Regions from separate parts of the Drosophila melanogaster genome. Here region 2 is linked to region 1. A link is a contact called in public Hi-C data. All regions are on one chromosome and are shown on one strand. Each heading gives the region's core, a stretch centred on a gene start, on an enhancer-like site or on the middle of the called end of the contact. The rest is flanking DNA. Distances are from core to core; before and after follow the strand shown.

Region 1 (3,698 bases), core at 740-3,239:
AAGATGGAAGCATAAGAAAGAATGAAATCTTTCGAGGAATATAATATTTATAGCCTAATTATACACCTATAATGAAAATATACATTCATGGCGAATGCGAATGAAACGTTAATTGCAATCTACAAGTAAACAATTGATATATTAACGATGTATGATCGCAGTATTTGCAGCTAGCAAAATCCAAATCGATTCGAATGTAACGAGCATATAATGTTAAATTTGTTTATATAATCTATGAGATGGAGAACTAAGCCGAACAGGAAATCATTGACAATTGTTAAAGCTCAAATACTTATTAATTGGAGGCTAAGGAGGCTGGAAATTGAAAATAATTAACTATGCAAGAGCATTGAAAGTTAGGACAACCATTTGCATTTCTCACTCACTAAAAGACACGAACACACTGTGGCACTTGCATTTTGAAGGTATACAGAATTCCGAATTATATTAAAACAAATTATTGCAGTACCAGTTTTATTTTTTTTTGTAATACTTGTTAATACCTTTTCTTTCTGAACTATAGGGTTTTAACCTCCAGCAAACCAGCCACATTTTCTCTATATATCTCTCACTATTTATCAAGAAAAAATAACAACACAAAATTCCCAGCGGATCCAACGAAAAGATCCATAATTTTAAATTTTAATTTTAAGGCAACTCTATTGTATTTGTTATGTTATTTAGTAGTTAGATTCGAAGAGGCCTAGGACCTCTCAATCTAGTTTCAAAGCAGGAATATTGTATTTATTTCTGATAGCACGATCCGCTGGGATAAGTTATATCTATCTCTATATAAACACATACAGCCAACAAGATAACAACATAAAGAGTTTTGGACAGATTTCAATGGCCTATCTTTGTTATTGTTACGTCACAGTTATAAATCTTAAAAGTTAAAACAACGAAGCTCAAATGAAAATTAACATTTTAGACCAGATTAGTAATGAAACAAAATTAGAGGGCGGAAACCACATATGATATATATTCTTCATTGGATTTGGTTACCTTAAACGTAGTATAGAAATCTTGATATCATTCCACTTTAAAAAAGCAATACCCTTTTAAGTTTTCACCCCCTTCAGTTAACGAAAAGTGGTTTAGAAAACACTGCCTATAGCTTAGGAAAAAATTGAAAATTCGCCTCAGCCTGAATTGAAGTAAAAGTTAACGTAATTATAAAATTCAACATTTTGCCATAAATTTCTATTGTGGTTTCCCCCCTTAAAACCATTGCGATCCAATTTGATTTAAGTTTTAGAGATTCCCATTGTTATATTGTTTAAGAAACCAATTTTAATCAAAACGCATGAGCATAATATTAAAAGATCTATTTAAAAACCCCTGTATGGATCTAATTTTTAAATTAATATTAAAATTGAGACAAGCTGCGCTGATTCATGAACGAATTTAATTTGCCAAGTTTCATAACGAATAGGAGTATTTACAAACAGTTAAAAACTAAACTAAATCAGAAACTAAAACCAATATTAGCCACGAATTGTACCTTTCGATTTTGAATTTAAATAACACTCTCGGTATTTGCAAGAAAAATAAAAGAAATAAATAAAAACAATAAGGCAAAGAGTAAACGAAGCTGCAATAAAAACAATTGATGTTTAAAAGTACTACGTTAACAAAAACAAACACGTTTTACGTCAAGCAAATAGAGCTAATTTAAAAGATTGTTATCCTCTCATTTTTTAACACGAAATAGAGATCCTAAATACAGAAAACCAAACAAATTACAAGTTTTAATAAACGCATTCAAAATGTAACGGAACGAAATTACAATTGTAAGAGATGAAAATAATAAATGCAAAAATTCAAGTATACATTCAACGAGTTTAAATTTCAAATTCTGAAAGCTGATTTTTTTTGAAAATTGTACGCAGAATAATTTAGGTTTGAAACTCGACTTGTGGCCATTGAAGCTTTGAACCACTTTTGTTCAGTGGTATATTTTGAGAATCTTGCGGTATATTTTAACGGTCATCAATGGTCACACTCTGCAGGCGCTGGTCACACTACAAATTTTCCAAGTCTTTCATATTCCGGAAAACAAAACAAAATTAATTAAGTAATTAGACACGAAGTATCTAGGAAAATGCACAGGGAATCACGGTGATTAAACGGAAATGTGGAGAAGTATCGAAGCGTAAGAATCGACGGCGACCGTCAGTCCACAATAACACCACCCACGAGCAACAATAACAACAATACAACTAAAACGGGAGGCAACTGCAAATATACACACACCGAGAGAAATCAAAATAAAAAGGTACAGAATATGTGTGTGTATGCATAATTGTTTGATGAAAAATAGAATTACTTTATATTTAAAATATATCCCGGATATTTGCGAGTGTGTGTGTGTGTGGGAGAGTGCGACAACAACATCATCAGCCATAGACGAACAACAACAACAATAGCAGTTTGACCCCCGCACAGCTGTGAATGTTTTCCATCTCTCTTTGGCGCCCGCAATCCCCATCGCCCTCTCTCTCTAATTTCGCATTCTGCTGCCTTGAATTCAAAATCAAACTTCCAATCGCCACATACATATTTACCTCTGTTTCCAGCAATTCGCCGTTAGTCGGGAGCCCTAAGCTGAGAACGTGCATTTGTACATATACATATACATGTGGATCTCTATAACTTCCCCCGTTAGCTTAGTTGCAATATTTTCTTTGTTGTGCTATTGCCATCCCTTTTGCACACCACCCTACCCCACCTACCCGAAAACTACGCACTTTGCTTTTGGCCTGCTTATTGCGTTGTGTTTTCGATTCTCCCCCTGTTTTGCGTTTCAAAAGTCTTATCAGCACGAACAATTAAATGTGCGCTTTAAAGCTGAGTAATAAATTGAATGCTTTTACATCAACAACAATTTGCTACCATTTTCTGCCCCTCCCCCACACAAGCGTACACACACACACATGTGCAGTCAATGACCCATTATGCATGTGTGGGGGGAGGTTGCAAAAACACGAAAAACGAAATCCACTAAGACGTCTTCCTAATTTTTGACTTTGATTTTGAGTTTGCTTTCGAACCTTTCGCTTAACCGTTGCATTTGACCTCGTTAAATCTCCTCCTTCATTTGCTTTTGGCATGTGTATTTGTATATATTTTGTTGCTAGGCTCCACACGCACACACTAAGGCAGTGACATGTGTGCAATTTTGAAGGGCATCGCCACTTCGGCTTTTTAGCCTCTCCCGTCTCTCTACCCTTTCAGCCCACTCCCCCTCCTATTACCATTTCCCGTTTCATTTCTTTCTCTAGCTTCTTGTTTTTCTGGCTTTGCTTTGCCTTTGCTGCATTTCACAGCTGTCGCTGTCCTTGATTATAGCTTTTCTTTGCTTTGCTTTGCTTTACTTTAGGGGCTCTCTTCGTCCAATTTGTTGTTGCTCATCGCTTTGTTATTATGATTTTCCTTTGAAGGGGGTCCATTACACTAAGAAAAAAGAGCCACATAAGAAGTTAAAAATTTAACGTAAAGAAGCTAACAAATTTATTCCATTTACCATCTGGTTTTGCCTTGAAGTATGCAATATATTCGGCAGACTACATTTTGTTTCTATTTCACCGTTTTCAATATGTTTATATGAGGAATTTGGTAACTATTTTATTACTTTTTTATAATTATATTGCCTTTATTTAAGTACTCATTAAGTGTTTGGAGCTGCCATACGCAAA
Region 2 (3,359 bases), core at 713-3,212, 76 kb before region 1:
CAAGAGTTCAGTGACCTTCCAGAGCGTCAGTTTCGAAGAGCCCGATTTTGTGGCCACGCCGCGAACGACTGCCAGATCGGATCTATATACATCCAGTGCCTCAATTAGCTTCGCCACCTACCGCTCCGCCTCGCCATCGCTGTCCTCATCGTCCACCACTGCGTCCGCCTCACCGTCCATTGCTTCTACGGAAGCCGTGAACGGCTATCACATGCAGGAGAACTCCATACTGAATACGCGTCGGATGCAAGATGTTCAGCCGCATCCCGATGTCATTAAGCTGCGGGCCCAGGAACAGCGCCAGCAGACCAAGAACCAAAAGAAGCAACGGCCCAAGCACATAACCAAATCCAAGTCTGTTGAGGCGCCAGTCGAGGGACAGCACCATGAACATGATGACCACAATGATCCCCAGCACCAGCATCACTCGGCTGGATCGAGCAAAATCCGTGCCCTTTTCAATCTCTTTACGCGCTCGCGAAAGAAGTACAGCAAGCTGGCGGAGCACAACATGGTCGGTGGACCCGAGTTCTGTGCCATTGATCCCTATCAAACCGATTTGGCGATGGGGGGCAGCAGTCGCTCTTTGAAGCGCAAAGGCAAAAAGCCGCAGACGCAATCCTGCGAGCAACTGGAGCGATGCTAAAGTCCCAGTTGTGCGCCGTGCTGCAGTGTTGCTGTTGGAGTTGGCCGCCAGATGAGAACCGCCTAATTAGCTCATTGTTTTATATTAAAACTGTAGACTAAGTCAGACGCAAAGGAAGAGCGAAGAGATGAAACAGCAGGCGAGGATTAGCCATAGCTAATGTGTGAAATTAGTAGGGCCCAGAGATACAGATACCTATCCGAATTCTTTCCGTCTAACGAAATCATAGAACTAAACAAAAAACCCCTCTGTCCGCGGTTGGCATTTCATAATAACCGAATTGTTCCTAACGAATGCAATATGTTGTGCGAAATTCACAAATCAAGTTAATCCCTAATTAGTCCAGTGATTTGTTTTGTTTTTTTTTTTGTGCCAGAGGAGTGGCTAGAAAATTGCAATGTGTAGCACAGAAGTGAGGACGAACTTTTGAGGATCAAACGGATAGATAGACTAACGCCGCTTGTACGTAGACAAACAGACACGGAGAGAAAAAACGTGTGCATGGGCCAATGGCAAAATATATTGAACTAAACCATATACATAAATGTGTAACAATTGGATTAACATTAAGCTATATTTATACCGATGCGTAAGTGCGTCCTTACACATTACACATTACACACATCTTAGTTGAACTAAGTTCTAGTTTTGTAGGAACTCGAACATTTTTTTGGAGTCCTTCCTCCTTTTTTTTCACCCCCTCAATCTTTGTAAGAGATATTTTCCAAAATTTCCATCGCTTGCGGCATTTCGTTTGGCTTAAGTACACTTAACGAAAAGTTGCGGTGCACATTAATTTTAATTTGATATTCGACTTTTTTGGTATTTTGAGCACAGTTTTATTTACATACATTTATTATGCAATCGGGTTTTCCATTTTATTTATTTATGATTTATTTCTACAAAAAAAAAAAAAAAAAAGCACAAGAATAATCGCGCAAAAGAAAGAAAGAAAAAAAAACCTGTGATCAAAAAACGATGATGAAACGAAAAGGAAATGATCATTTTTTTGTATTATTTTTATGAAAACTTTCAATTGTATATTTATACTTCATTTTACGATTTGTTCATTCTACGTTTAGTGCTCGATTCTATTTCAATGTACTTTGTATATTATTGTATTTTCCATGTTGGGGCCAAGCCAACCCCAAAAAAAAAAACAAACAAAAAAAAAAGAAGAACCAATACCCAGAAACAGAAATCCGACAATAAAACCAACTTAAGACAATCTGCCGACCAGTTTTGATTGCCTCGCAGCTAAAAAGCACAGAGAAAGTCCAATGATCCAAACTAACATTTAAATTACTTAAACTTATTTAAAGTGAAGCTATCTTTTAATGTCAATTTAACGTGAAAATGACTGAATGAAGAATGGATTTTCTCTGTGCATGAGCACAATCCACAATTTTGGACAGAGAGAGAGAGAGAGAGATTAACCTATTAATATAGGACGAACAGAGTCTCCTTGGTATGCGGTGGTTAAACTTTGGTGTTGCCTGCGGTTACTATCCAACTACTCTTGTACCCCCCGCCTCCGACTATCCGATTACCACCCGACTACCGACCATATCCCAGCCATCGTTCCCCCAAGCCAGTACCAACCATATGCCGTAACTCAATCATGTCTCATATCCGCCTTGGAATGCTGCCGATCGGACCGACCAGGCTACCAGGGCAATAGCAAGATGGATAACTGGCGTCCGGGTGCCACCAACATGCCGATTATGTCGCCATCGCCATATCTCCTCAGCCGCTTCACCAGCAACGTGCCACTGCCGACACTCTATGCCGGCGATTCGGCGCGCAAGCCGAAGCTTTCCGTGATCGAACTGTTGCTGTACAACATGGCATCCCTGCTGGCCGGAGTGGCGGCCGGATATGATGTTCGCATGTCGAACGTGTCGCCAGTGCATCCGACTTTGCTCAGCGAAGTGCCAGCTCTGAAGGCGGCACCAAAGGCAGCGATTACCGGAACGGAAGAGGTGGTGGAGGATTCACTGCCGGAACAGATCCTGGAACTGGAAGTAAATGTGCCACTGAAGCAGCAGGAGCTCAGGGAAAGCACGCCACGTAAGATAGTCACACAAGCAAGGTAAGTGCTAAATGAATCCGAAAGAGCGCGAATTCTTTATACACTATATACTCTATTCCTGCCCCCCAGATTTGGTGGCATTGAAGCTCCGGTCAGCAAATCGCAGCCCACATCTCTGGCCCGGCGCATCGGAGGCAGTCAGCCGTACTACACACCTGTGCAGCGGACACCACAGCATCAGTTGCACCATCACCACCAGCAGCAACAGCAACAGCAGCAGCACCATCATCATCATCCTCACCAGCCACAGCCAGTTCCATCGGCCGTGGTGACAACAGTAGCGCCATCACAGCCGCCAGCCGTGGTGAGTGCACTGTATGCCGGAACCCAGCCACCGACGCCATCGCCACGGCGTAAGCTGAGCAACAGCAGCTTTGGCAATGCCAATCCTCAAGCGGATGTCTTCGAGGAGTTTCGTGTGGGCGGTGGCATTGGTCCACCGCCACTTTATGCGCCAGCCGATTACCTGAGAAACGGACCCAGTTACTCCAACGATGGGGGAAACTACCGAAATGGTTACTTCGGTGAGTGGGCAAGCCATTAGACATTCGAGGAGAATCCTCCAATTTAAAATATACTAATTGCCCGTTGATAGGTTCCAATTACTTTCCATACCGGCCG

The links. Hi-C and Micro-C count contacts between places; a contact is called where the count stands out from the background.
Region 2: a contact with region 1 is called in a Hi-C map of the Kc167 cell line, with 1.8 times the contacts expected there. The contact joins the promoter of CG2278 here to the promoter of UbcE2H in region 1. A contact is called at or near these places in 4 of 107 Hi-C or Micro-C datasets (the D17-c3 cell line, the Kc167 cell line, cellular blastoderm embryo and 1 more).

Annotation. Positions count from the first base shown.
Region 1 is chrX:8,092,355-8,096,052 of dm6, reverse strand. It overlaps UbcE2H (Ubiquitin conjugating enzyme E2H), which reads left to right and starts at 1,989. Exons shown (of 2, transcript NM_167145.2): 1 at 1,989-2,278. CG2258 reads left to right here. Exons shown (of 9, transcript NM_001298071.1): 9 at 1-1,803.
Region 2 is chrX:8,168,869-8,172,227 of dm6, reverse strand. It overlaps CG2278, which reads left to right and starts at 1,962. Exons shown (of 3, transcript NM_001298080.1): 1 at 1,962-2,738; 2 at 2,808-3,262; 3 at 3,334-3,359. The coding sequence starts at 2,332. It overlaps slpr (slipper), which reads left to right. Exons shown (of 8, transcript NM_001201630.2): 8 at 1-1,999. The coding sequence ends at 646.